Linked DNA regions of Sus scrofa: all the other regions are linked to region 2. Evidence: chromatin contacts called from public HiChIP or PLAC-seq data. All regions are on one chromosome and are shown on one strand. The core of a region is the stretch at or near the end of the contact, and the rest is flanking DNA. Distances in the headings are between cores, read along the strand shown.

Region 1 (3,284 bases), core at 537-3,036, 190 kb before region 2:
TGTTGCCTCAGCTGTGGCTTAGGTCAAAGCTATGGCCCAGATCTGATCCCTGGCCTGGGAGCAGCCAAAAAAGAAAAAGAAAAACAAAAAAAAATCCTTATTTTATGGTTCTCTCACCTTCAATAGAGGACTTAGATAAACTAAATTAGGAATCCTTTAGCTGTACTTTTGTTTTTGCAGGCACTTTACCTGGTTAAATATACCAAATTCAACTAAAAAAAAAAGTTCCAAACTGTATCAGAAGTTTAGAGAAAACTTCTATGTGAGGTTCCCTGACCTACAAACTACCTATAAAGGAAGAAAAAGAAAATTCACGCTGGAAAATATAATTTAAAATCAAGAGACAGGAGTTCCTGTGGTGGCTCAATGGTAATGAACCCAGCTAGTATCCATGAGGATGTGGATTAAATCTCTGGCTTCTCCTGGGTTAAAGCATCTGGCGTTTAAACAAAACAAAACAAAGCAAAACAAAACAAAACAAATACCAATCAAGAGATAAATCATCTTTAACAATCTTAAGTGTGGAGTTCCCATTGTTGCTCAGCAGATTAAGAGCCCAACTAGTATCCATGAGGATGTGGGTTCAATTCCTGGCCTCATGGCATTGTCAAGAGCTATGGTGTAGGTCGCAGATGTGGCTTGGATCTGGTGTTACTGTGGCTGTGGGGTAGGCTGGCATCTGCTGCTCCGTTTTGACTCCTAGCTGAGAACTTCCTATGCCACAGGTCTGGCCCTAAGAAGAAAAACAACAACAACAACAAAAAAAAACAACCTTAAAGTCTAACAGCCTTTAAAGAGATGATGTCTTTTTATAAAACAGCCCATTTTTTATTATTTTATTTTTTGTCTTTTTGCCATTTCTTGGGCCACTTCTGCAGCATATGGAGGTTCCCAGGCTAGGGGTCTAATCAGAGCTGTAGCTGCTGGCCTATACCAGAGCCACAGCAAAGCAGAATCCAAGCCGAATCTGCAACCTATACCACAGCTCATGGCAACACTGGATTCTCAACCCACTGAGCAAAGCCAGGGATCGAACCCGAAACCTCATGGTTCCTAGTCGGATTTGTTAACCACTGAGCCAAGACGGGAACTCCTAAAACAGACCGTTTTTTAAAAACAATGAATACATTACCTTAGCAGCTTGAGATTCTCTTAAGTAATATTTTAAAAGGTCAGAAAGTTTGAGGTCCTCATCAGCTGACACTCGTGCTTCTATTTTCTGAAAAAGGGAAAAAACTGGGATTTAATCAATCTTTATATACTACATCCAGTGTTTTCTTTCTTTCTTTCTTTTTTTTTTGCTTTTTCGGGCCGAACCTGCAGCATATAGAAGTTCTCAGGCTAGGGGTCAAATCAGAGCTGTAGCTGCTGGCCTACGCCACAGCCACAGCAACACAGGATCCGAGCTGCATCTGTGACCTCACCACAGCTCACAGCAACACCAGATCCTTAACCCACTGAGAGAGGCTAGGGATTAAACCTGCAACCTCATGATTACTAGTTGGATTCGTTTCCTCTGCGCCACAACAGGAACTTTCAGTGTTTTCTTAATTATTGTAAAACAACAACAACAACAAAAAAACCCACAAGGTTATAAAAGTAACTATAGTTATCAATTCCTATTTAATCTAAGTCTCCTTCCCTCCTTCTATTGGCCTGTTACTTTTCTTTGTAACTGACAAAAAACGAATAGAAAAAAAATGAGATCAAACGAAATTAGTGAATTTACAGGACTCTGTATTTGACTCAAGTTCTTGGCTGTAATGAGTTTCAATATCATCTTTCAGTTTCACTTCTCTTTTCTCTCTATTCATTTCAACAGCAACTGCTACGTACACATGATTATAAAGTAATAAAGGCTGGCGAGAGTAGTAGACTACCAATTCTCCTGCTGCAGATAATGTTTTGACATTGTTTTCTGGTTAACAAAATGTGCCTGAAGAGACCAAAGAGTAATAAACAGATGTGGGTATTAGTCTGAGTTGGGATGAAGTTGGAAAGTAGCCATGTCAGACTAAAAAGATAAGAACTCTTCATTCAGTCTAAAGAGAGAGAGGATAAAGAAGAATGTACTGTCAACTAAATACAACAAGGGGAGCTCCCATTGTGGCTCAGCGGAAATGAATTCAACTAGGAAGGAACCATGAGGTTTCTGGTTCAATCCCTGGCCTCGCTCAGTGGGTTAACGATCTGGTGTTGCTGTGAGCTGTGGTATAGGTCTCAGACACAGCTCGGATCTGGCGTTGCTGTGACTGTGCCATAGGCCAGCAGTTATAGCTCTGACTGGACCCCTAGCCTGGGAATCTCCATATGCTGCGGGTTCGGCCCTAAAAAATAGACAAAAAAACCCATAACCCCCCCGCTCCCAAACAACATGGGAACCTTGTTTGGATCCTGACTCAAACAACGTCCACCATAAAAGCCATTTATGAGACAACTGGGAATGTCTATACACTAGGTATTGATGACACTAGGGGGATAACATAATTGTATTGTCATATTAAAATTGATTCTTCTCTTTTAAAAAGAGAGAGAGATGTGAACAAAGGGCAAAAAACAATATGTACTTGGAATAAAAGAAATTTAATGTAGCAAATATTAATATTTAAAAAATCTGAGTGACACACGTGCAGGAATTCTTTGTACTATTCTTGCAACTTTTCTGTAAGTCTGAAATTGCTGTGAAAATAAAAAGTTTTTAAAAAAAAAACCTACATATTCATCAGAACGACTAAAAGAAAAAAGATACCAAATATTACAACTTTGTGCAGCAGCCCTATGCTCACATTCATTCTAGTGAGAATGTAAGTTGGTACAATTACTTTTGGAAACAGTTTGCAGTATCCACAAAAAATTTTCACATGGATAGCCTATGACCTACCAGGTCCCCCCCTAGTTATATACACACAACAGAAATGCACATTTATGTTCAGATGAAGATAAGAATGGTCTTAAGCAGTACTCTTTGTAAAGAGACCCAAACTAGAAACTATCCAAATGCCTACCAGTAGAACAGCCTACACCACAGCCACAGCAACATCAGATCCAAGCCATGTCTTCGATCTACACCACAGCTCATGGCAGTGCTGGATCCTTAACCTACTGATGAAGGCCAGGGATCAAGCCCGTGTCCTCATGGATGCTGGTCAAATTCATTTCTTCTGGGCCACAACAGGAACTCTGTTGGGCCCTTTTAAATACAGTTCCTCTCCTTCCATTAAGAAGTAGGGTATGTGGAGTTCCCTTCGTGGCGCAGCAGAAACAAATCTGACTAGGAACCATGT
Region 2 (3,053 bases), core at 454-2,953:
GTTCCTTATAATGCAAAAAACTATATAAAGGGAGTCCTTTTCTCTAAGTTTATTTCCATTTCAACTATAAAGATCATAAAGATTCATGTTAAAATCCCTATTTTGCATGGAAAGAAGATCAATATACTGGTGTTCTCTTACAACCTGAGAGAGTCAAATCAAAGTCACGTGATTTTTGCACATCAAACATAAGAATTTGTAAAAAAAAAAAAAAAAAGCTATTACATAACCAACAAACTAAGATGACAAAATTATACTTCAAATTCTTTGAGCTGGAAGCGCAAACAAAATTATCTGAATTATTTTTATTATCCTTATGGTCTTTAAACATTCATGTGACAACAATGAAATCAACATGCTGACGGACTCACTGATAAACAGAAAAAGAAAGATACAAACATGTCTTTATAAAGGTAACTAAAAGGTAACATCAGCCCATTCTAATGGCAACCACAGCAAATTATTAATGGAGCACTACATTAATTTGGCATTGCAGTACCTTTTACCCATTCTATTTGAATGTTAGTGATACATTCACTAGCCAAATAAGACTTACCGATGACCCTTTTCCCCAGTTTTATTGAGAAATAATTGACATTCACCATTGTATAAACTTGAGGCATAGAGCATGCCTCTTGCACTTGAATATAAGTCCCTAATCCTTGTCTTATTCACTACCTTGCTCCCAATACCTACACTAGCACCAAGAACACAATGTTTATTGAATGAATCACAGAAAATTTGGCAATGTGTATACTTGAAGTACTAAATCAAAATATTCTTTACAACCTATAAGAAAAGAGTCATAGATAACTGCATTTTTCATCCCTGGAAACTGTATCAAAAGATAGAAAAACAACAAATAAATAAAAATTCTACTTTCACCCATGCATGCAGTCACCTTTTGTTGCCACTAGATAGCATTCTTTCATCTGCAAGCAAAAAAGTGGAAAGCTTAAGCAGCTCAGAGTAGAGAAGATAACTGTCACCTTCTGATAAATACAATGGTTAAAAATATAAAGAGCAGGAGAACCTGATTAAATACAGGAGTGTTTTTCCCTTTGAATCAATGATTATAAGACGATGCCAATTTTCAGACACTCAACAATAAGGATCACTCTTGTGAACGATCAAAAGCTTAATCTAATCACATTCCATGCAATTCTACGTCTCTTCACTTTGACAGAAATTCTAAGATGCTCAAGTAAAGTGAAAAGTCAATAGTAAGTCATAGTATTTTTTTCACACTCATTTATCCCTCCCACACAGAAACACTGTCTGTGCTTAAAAACTTCACCACTTGTGACACTGGGCAGGTTTTAGTTAATTAAGCTCTGTGTATGAACTCCTCGACTGTAAAATGAGCAAACGGGCACCTATCACATATGGCTGTTGTAGAAATTAAATAAGTAAAAACCTTAGAACAGTGCCTTGCATACACTAAGCTCTCAAAAGTCACTCAAGAACAGTGACTATGATGTAAGAAAATTAGGGACTAGCTACAAAAAAAGATGAGTCATCACAGCTGGCAGGCTCTTCCTTTGTCTCTGACAAGCATAGGAAGTATCTAACATTTACTGAATGCTTTATGTGCCAAGCACTATATTGGGCTCCTAACAAATACTAACCACTGTAAAACACTGCTGCAGTTATGGTCCCCACTGAATCACATCTCCTTGGTCCCCTCCCAGAATAACTCTGGATTTGCTCGTCTGACTTGCTTTGATCAATGGAATACTAGCAAATGTGGAGCAAGCTGGGGCTTGACATGTGCTTGCACACTGGGGTTTTGTCTTCTCCTGCCACTGGGAACCCTAATCCCACCCTAGGAACAAGTTTGGACTAGCCTCCTGAAGGATAAGAGGCCATGTGAAAATAGTCTGAGGCCCTAGAAGTATAAGTAAGGCCAGAGTAAGTGACCTAGACAATCCAGCCCCAGACAGGTCAGCCCAGAACACAAGAATATTCCAGACAGCTACAGAATCATGAGAATGTTTATTGCTTTATGCCACTAAGTTTTGGGGATGGTTTGTTATGCAGCAAAAGCTAACTAATACAACCACCAAATGAATGTAGATATTACTTGTTTTACAGATTAGCAAAGAAGATTCCCAGAATCTTAAGTGAGTTTGGCTCAAAAGGCTTTTTCCACCATACCATGCCACACTCTGAGGTTCTATATTAAAAGGGGATCTCTGGCTAGCTTATTCTATAACCCTTATTTAAGCAGGAACCTTTTCTCTCTACCAGGAGTCAGTACACTATGGCTAATGGGCCACATTCAACTCATTGCCTATTTTATATGGGCTTTGAGCTAAGAATGGCTTACACATTTTTAAATGGCTTAAAACAAATATTTTGTGACATCTGAAAATAATATGAAATTAAGTTTCAGTGTTCGTAAATAAAGAATTCTAGAATACAGCCATGCTCATTCATATATTACCTATGGCTGCTTTTGCACTATGACAGCAGAGTTAGGTGGCTGTTACAGAGACCATATGGATCATGGTTTATAATATTTACTATCTGGCCCTTTATCTAAAGCAAAGTGTCAACCTCTGCTCAGAATTATTCTCTTGACATATGTTTTCGATTTAAGCAAAGAATTTTGCTTGGCCTTTAGTGATGAGTAGACATTTTTTATACTTTTATTACTCCTTTGCCTTTCATTTAAAATTATTTTAGCTTATGCCATTTCTCTCTCTCTCTCTCTCTCTCTTTTTTTAAGGCCGCACCCAAGGCATATGGAGGTCCTCAGGTGAGGGGTCAAATCAGAGCTGTAGCTGCAGGCCTACACCACAGCCACAGCAATGCCAGATCAAAGCCACATCTGCAATCTATAGCACAGCTCAGAGCAACACCCGACCCTTAACCCACTGAGAAAGGCCAGGGATCAAATCTGCATCTTCATGGATGCTAGTCAGATTCACTTCCACTGAGCCAGGATAAGAACTCCTAGCTTGTCATTTCTCTTAGTTCTAACTTTTAACTCTTCTCTTTGGATGGTCTCTGCATTTGTCTAAGAAAGACAGATAACCCCATTTTAAAAA
Region 3 (3,189 bases), core at 541-3,040, 130 kb before region 2:
GAGTTGGGCTTCAATTCCTGGAAATCCAGTGTACAAAGACATCGCATTATAAAACAGTTATTCTCACTAGGGAAAGAAAACAGATCTCCAGAAATAAAATACATACATTAAACCTTAAAGAATCATAACAAGATTGCTTCTGCATGATGATTCGACAGGAAAATAGATTTGAAGAAGAAGAATAAATTAGCATTTGAGGAGTAAATGTGTTTCACTTAATGGAAATAAAAATTAAGCCACATGTTATAATTTCTTTCGGATTTCTTCTTTGATCCACGTGTTATTTAGAAGAATACAGCTTAGTTTCCAAATATTTGGGCATTTTTCAAATATCTGTCATCCATTTTAAATTTAATTTTATTTGGTCATAGAATTACTTTATATTATTGAATCTTTTAAAATATATTGAGACTTGTTTTATGTCCCAGAATAAATATAAGTCTATTTTGATAAATGTTCTGTGTGTCCTTAAGAAAGAATGTGGGAGTTCTCACTGTGGCACAGCAGGTTAAGGATCCGGCATTGTCTCTGTGGTGGCTTGGGTCGCTGATGAGGTGTTCTATCCCCAGCCCAGTGTCAATTAGGTTACATTTGTTGATAGTGTTGTTCAAGTCTTCCATAGCTTTTCTGACTTTCTGTCTACTTGTTTTATCAATTATTGTGAGATGCTGAAATCTCTGTCTGTAATTGTGGATTTGTCTATTTTTCATTGCAATTCTACCATTTTTTGCTTCATTTTATTTTGAAACTCTGTTACTAAGTGTATAAACAGTTAAGATTGTCCTTTGAGGAAGTGACTCAATTATGAAAGGAACCTCTTTATTCTTGCTAATGTTCTCTGCTCTGCAATCTACTTCGTCTGATACTAACATAGCCCCTACAGCTCTCTTTTGACCTGGTATATTTTGGTTTTCTTTTTACAGCCACACCTTTTATCATTTCCTTTTATGATTGTGCTATGCTGCATGTTGTCCAATGTCTGTACTTTTTTTTTTTTTTTTGGTCTTTTTAGGGATGCACCAGAGGCATGAGGAAGTTCCCAGGCTAGAGGTCAAATCGGAGCTGCAGCTGCCGGCCTACACCACAGCCACAGCAATGCTGGATCCTTAACCCACTGAGCAGGGCCAGCGATCGAACCCTTGTCCTCATGGATACTAGTCAGGTTTGTTAACTGCAGAGCCACAACAGGAACTCCTTGAATTTTCTTTTCTTTTTAGAGCTACATCCGTGGCATATGGAAGTGCCCAGGCTAGGGTGTGAATCAGAGCTGCAGCTGCCAGCCTACGCCACAGCCACAGCAATGTGGGATCTGAGCCAAATCTGTAACCTACACTACAGCTCACAGCAACTCTGGATCCTTAACCCACTGAGTGAGGCCAGGGATCGAACACGAGTCCTCATGGATACTAGTAGGGGGTTGTTACTGCTGAGCCATGACGGGAACTCCCCAATGTCTGAATTTGAAACTGTTGTTTCAAATGTTTTTGTTCAGTTTTTCAATTTTTTAAGGCAGGCAGAAAATTCAGTTCCTGTTACTCCGTCATGACAGAAAGCAGAAGTCCCAGGAGCCATATTTTAATCACAGATGTGCTATTTTTCTCCGAGAAAGTTAGTTAACCTCTCAGACCTCACTTCCTCAAATGACTTTTTAAAATGTATTTTTTAAGAGCAGTTTTAGGATCACAGTAAAATTGAGGGAAAGGTACAGAGATTTTCTATATATGCCTGAGTCCACACATGAATAATCTTCCCCATTATCAACATCCCCCACCAGCACGATAAATTTGGTACAAATGATGAACATGCACTGAGTCATCATTACCACCTAGAGCCTGCAGTTTACACTAGGGTTCATTCTTGGTGTTGTCCATTCTACGGTTTTGGAAAAATGTATAATGATAGGTATCCACCATTATAGTATCATACAGAGTAGTTTCATTGTCTTGCTCAGGTTGTTTATTTTTTTATTGTTAAGTTTTTAAGAGTTCTTTGTATATTTTGAGTAATAGTCCCTTACCAGATACGTCTTTGGCAAACATTTTCTCCCAGTCCGTGGCTTGTTTTTTTGTTTTCTTGGCAGTATTTTTCTTTTTCTTTGTTTTTTGGGGCCGAACCTGCGGCATACGGAAATTCCCAGGGCAGAGGTCAAATCAGAGCTACAGCTGCTGGCCTACAGCACAGCCACAGCAACTTGGGATCTGAGCTGTGTCTGCGACCTACACCAGAGCTCATGGCAACACCGGATCCTTAACCCACTGAGCAAGACCAGGGATTGAACCTGCATCCTCATGGATCCTAGTTGGGTTCCTTAACCACTGAGCCACGACAGGAACGCCCTCATGTATTTCTTGTAGAGCAGTTTAGCTCTTTCTTCACAGGCTCCAGGCCAGCCAAGTCATTCCCAAAGGTCTCATCTTCATAATTAATTTTAAAATGTGTTCTTCTACTTTAACAATGATAACTCTGGAAGGAACACTGGGGTGTTGGACTTTTTCCCCCCACAATGTACATCATGATTATGAACATCACAGTGATGGTGACAGAGATGGTGATGCTGAAGATAATGACAATAGGACTTAAGTAAATATGCTTAAGTTACTATATGAGGAGACATACAGTCTCTTCCAGTAAAATCAATGGTCCTTTCCTTGTTATATAGGAGACCATATATTTTATCTTTGTTTACTACAGAATATTAACCAGAGTCTCTAAAGTGCTTCAACCTCTCAAAAGTAAAAGTGCTGAACTCTGCAGATGCATTTTGTAAATGTATAAGTATGGCAGAAAGCCAGCAAGTTCCTGGAAGACAAGAGGATGTTGGCCCAGCTTTATGAAGTATATGTATTGTCATCACATTCTTTAATAGACCATGGGAAGGCAGAGGCATGGGCCATGTCTTTGACATAATGTATTTTTGCAGTTCTAAGGGGCACCAACAGCATTTGAGAGAAACAAAAAAGGCAGTGTAATAAGTGTTTACACCAACAATAAGCTATATCCATCCTGATTTCAGAACTTTAAAATGAGAATATAAAACTATCTTAGAAGTAAGGAGGATTGTTCTTTCTTTCTCTCTTTCTCTCTTTCTTTCTTTTTTCTTTTCAGGGCCACACCTGCAACATATGGAAGTTCCTGGGCTAGGGGTTGATTTGGAGCTGCAGTTGCTGGCCTGCCCACAGCCACAACAAG

The links. HiChIP or PLAC-seq counts read pairs in DNA pulled down with a chosen protein or histone mark.
Region 1: an H3K27ac HiChIP or PLAC-seq map of alveolar macrophages shows a contact between it and region 2. The contact joins two enhancer-like sites. A contact is called at or near these places in 1 of 47 Hi-C or Micro-C datasets (epiblast stem cells) and 1 of 2 datasets of contacts at active chromatin or transcription factors (alveolar macrophages).
Region 3: a contact with region 2 is called in an H3K27ac HiChIP or PLAC-seq map of alveolar macrophages. The contact joins two enhancer-like sites. A contact is called at or near these places in 1 of 47 Hi-C or Micro-C datasets (embryonic fibroblasts) and 1 of 2 datasets of contacts at active chromatin or transcription factors (alveolar macrophages).

The regions. Positions count from the first base shown.
Region 1 is chr7:65,189,858-65,193,141 of Sscrofa11.1, reverse strand. It overlaps SNX6 (sorting nexin 6), which reads right to left. Exons shown (of 14, transcript NM_001244216.1): 11 at 1,133-1,219. Among named protein-coding and RNA genes, the nearest start is that of TRNAY-GUA, 24 kb to the left of the region's middle. Within about 2 kb of position 1,786, at least 11 of the 83 cell types and tissues checked have an H3K27ac peak or open chromatin away from gene starts, as enhancers often do. A contact at or near this core is called in alveolar macrophages, where this site is marked.
Region 2 is chr7:65,000,206-65,003,258 of Sscrofa11.1, reverse strand. The region is part of intron 3 of BAZ1A (bromodomain adjacent to zinc finger domain 1A); the gene reads right to left. Among named protein-coding and RNA genes, the nearest start is that of BAZ1A, 32 kb to the right of the region's middle. Within about 2 kb of position 1,703, at least 17 of the 83 cell types and tissues checked have an H3K27ac peak or open chromatin away from gene starts, as enhancers often do. A contact at or near this core is called in alveolar macrophages, where this site is marked.
Region 3 is chr7:65,129,407-65,132,595 of Sscrofa11.1, reverse strand. The region is part of intron 2 of LOC110261575 (a long non-coding RNA gene); the gene reads right to left. Among named protein-coding and RNA genes, the nearest start is that of SNX6, 25 kb to the left of the region's middle. Within about 2 kb of position 1,790, at least 5 of the 83 cell types and tissues checked have an H3K27ac peak or open chromatin away from gene starts, as enhancers often do. A contact at or near this core is called in alveolar macrophages, where this site is marked.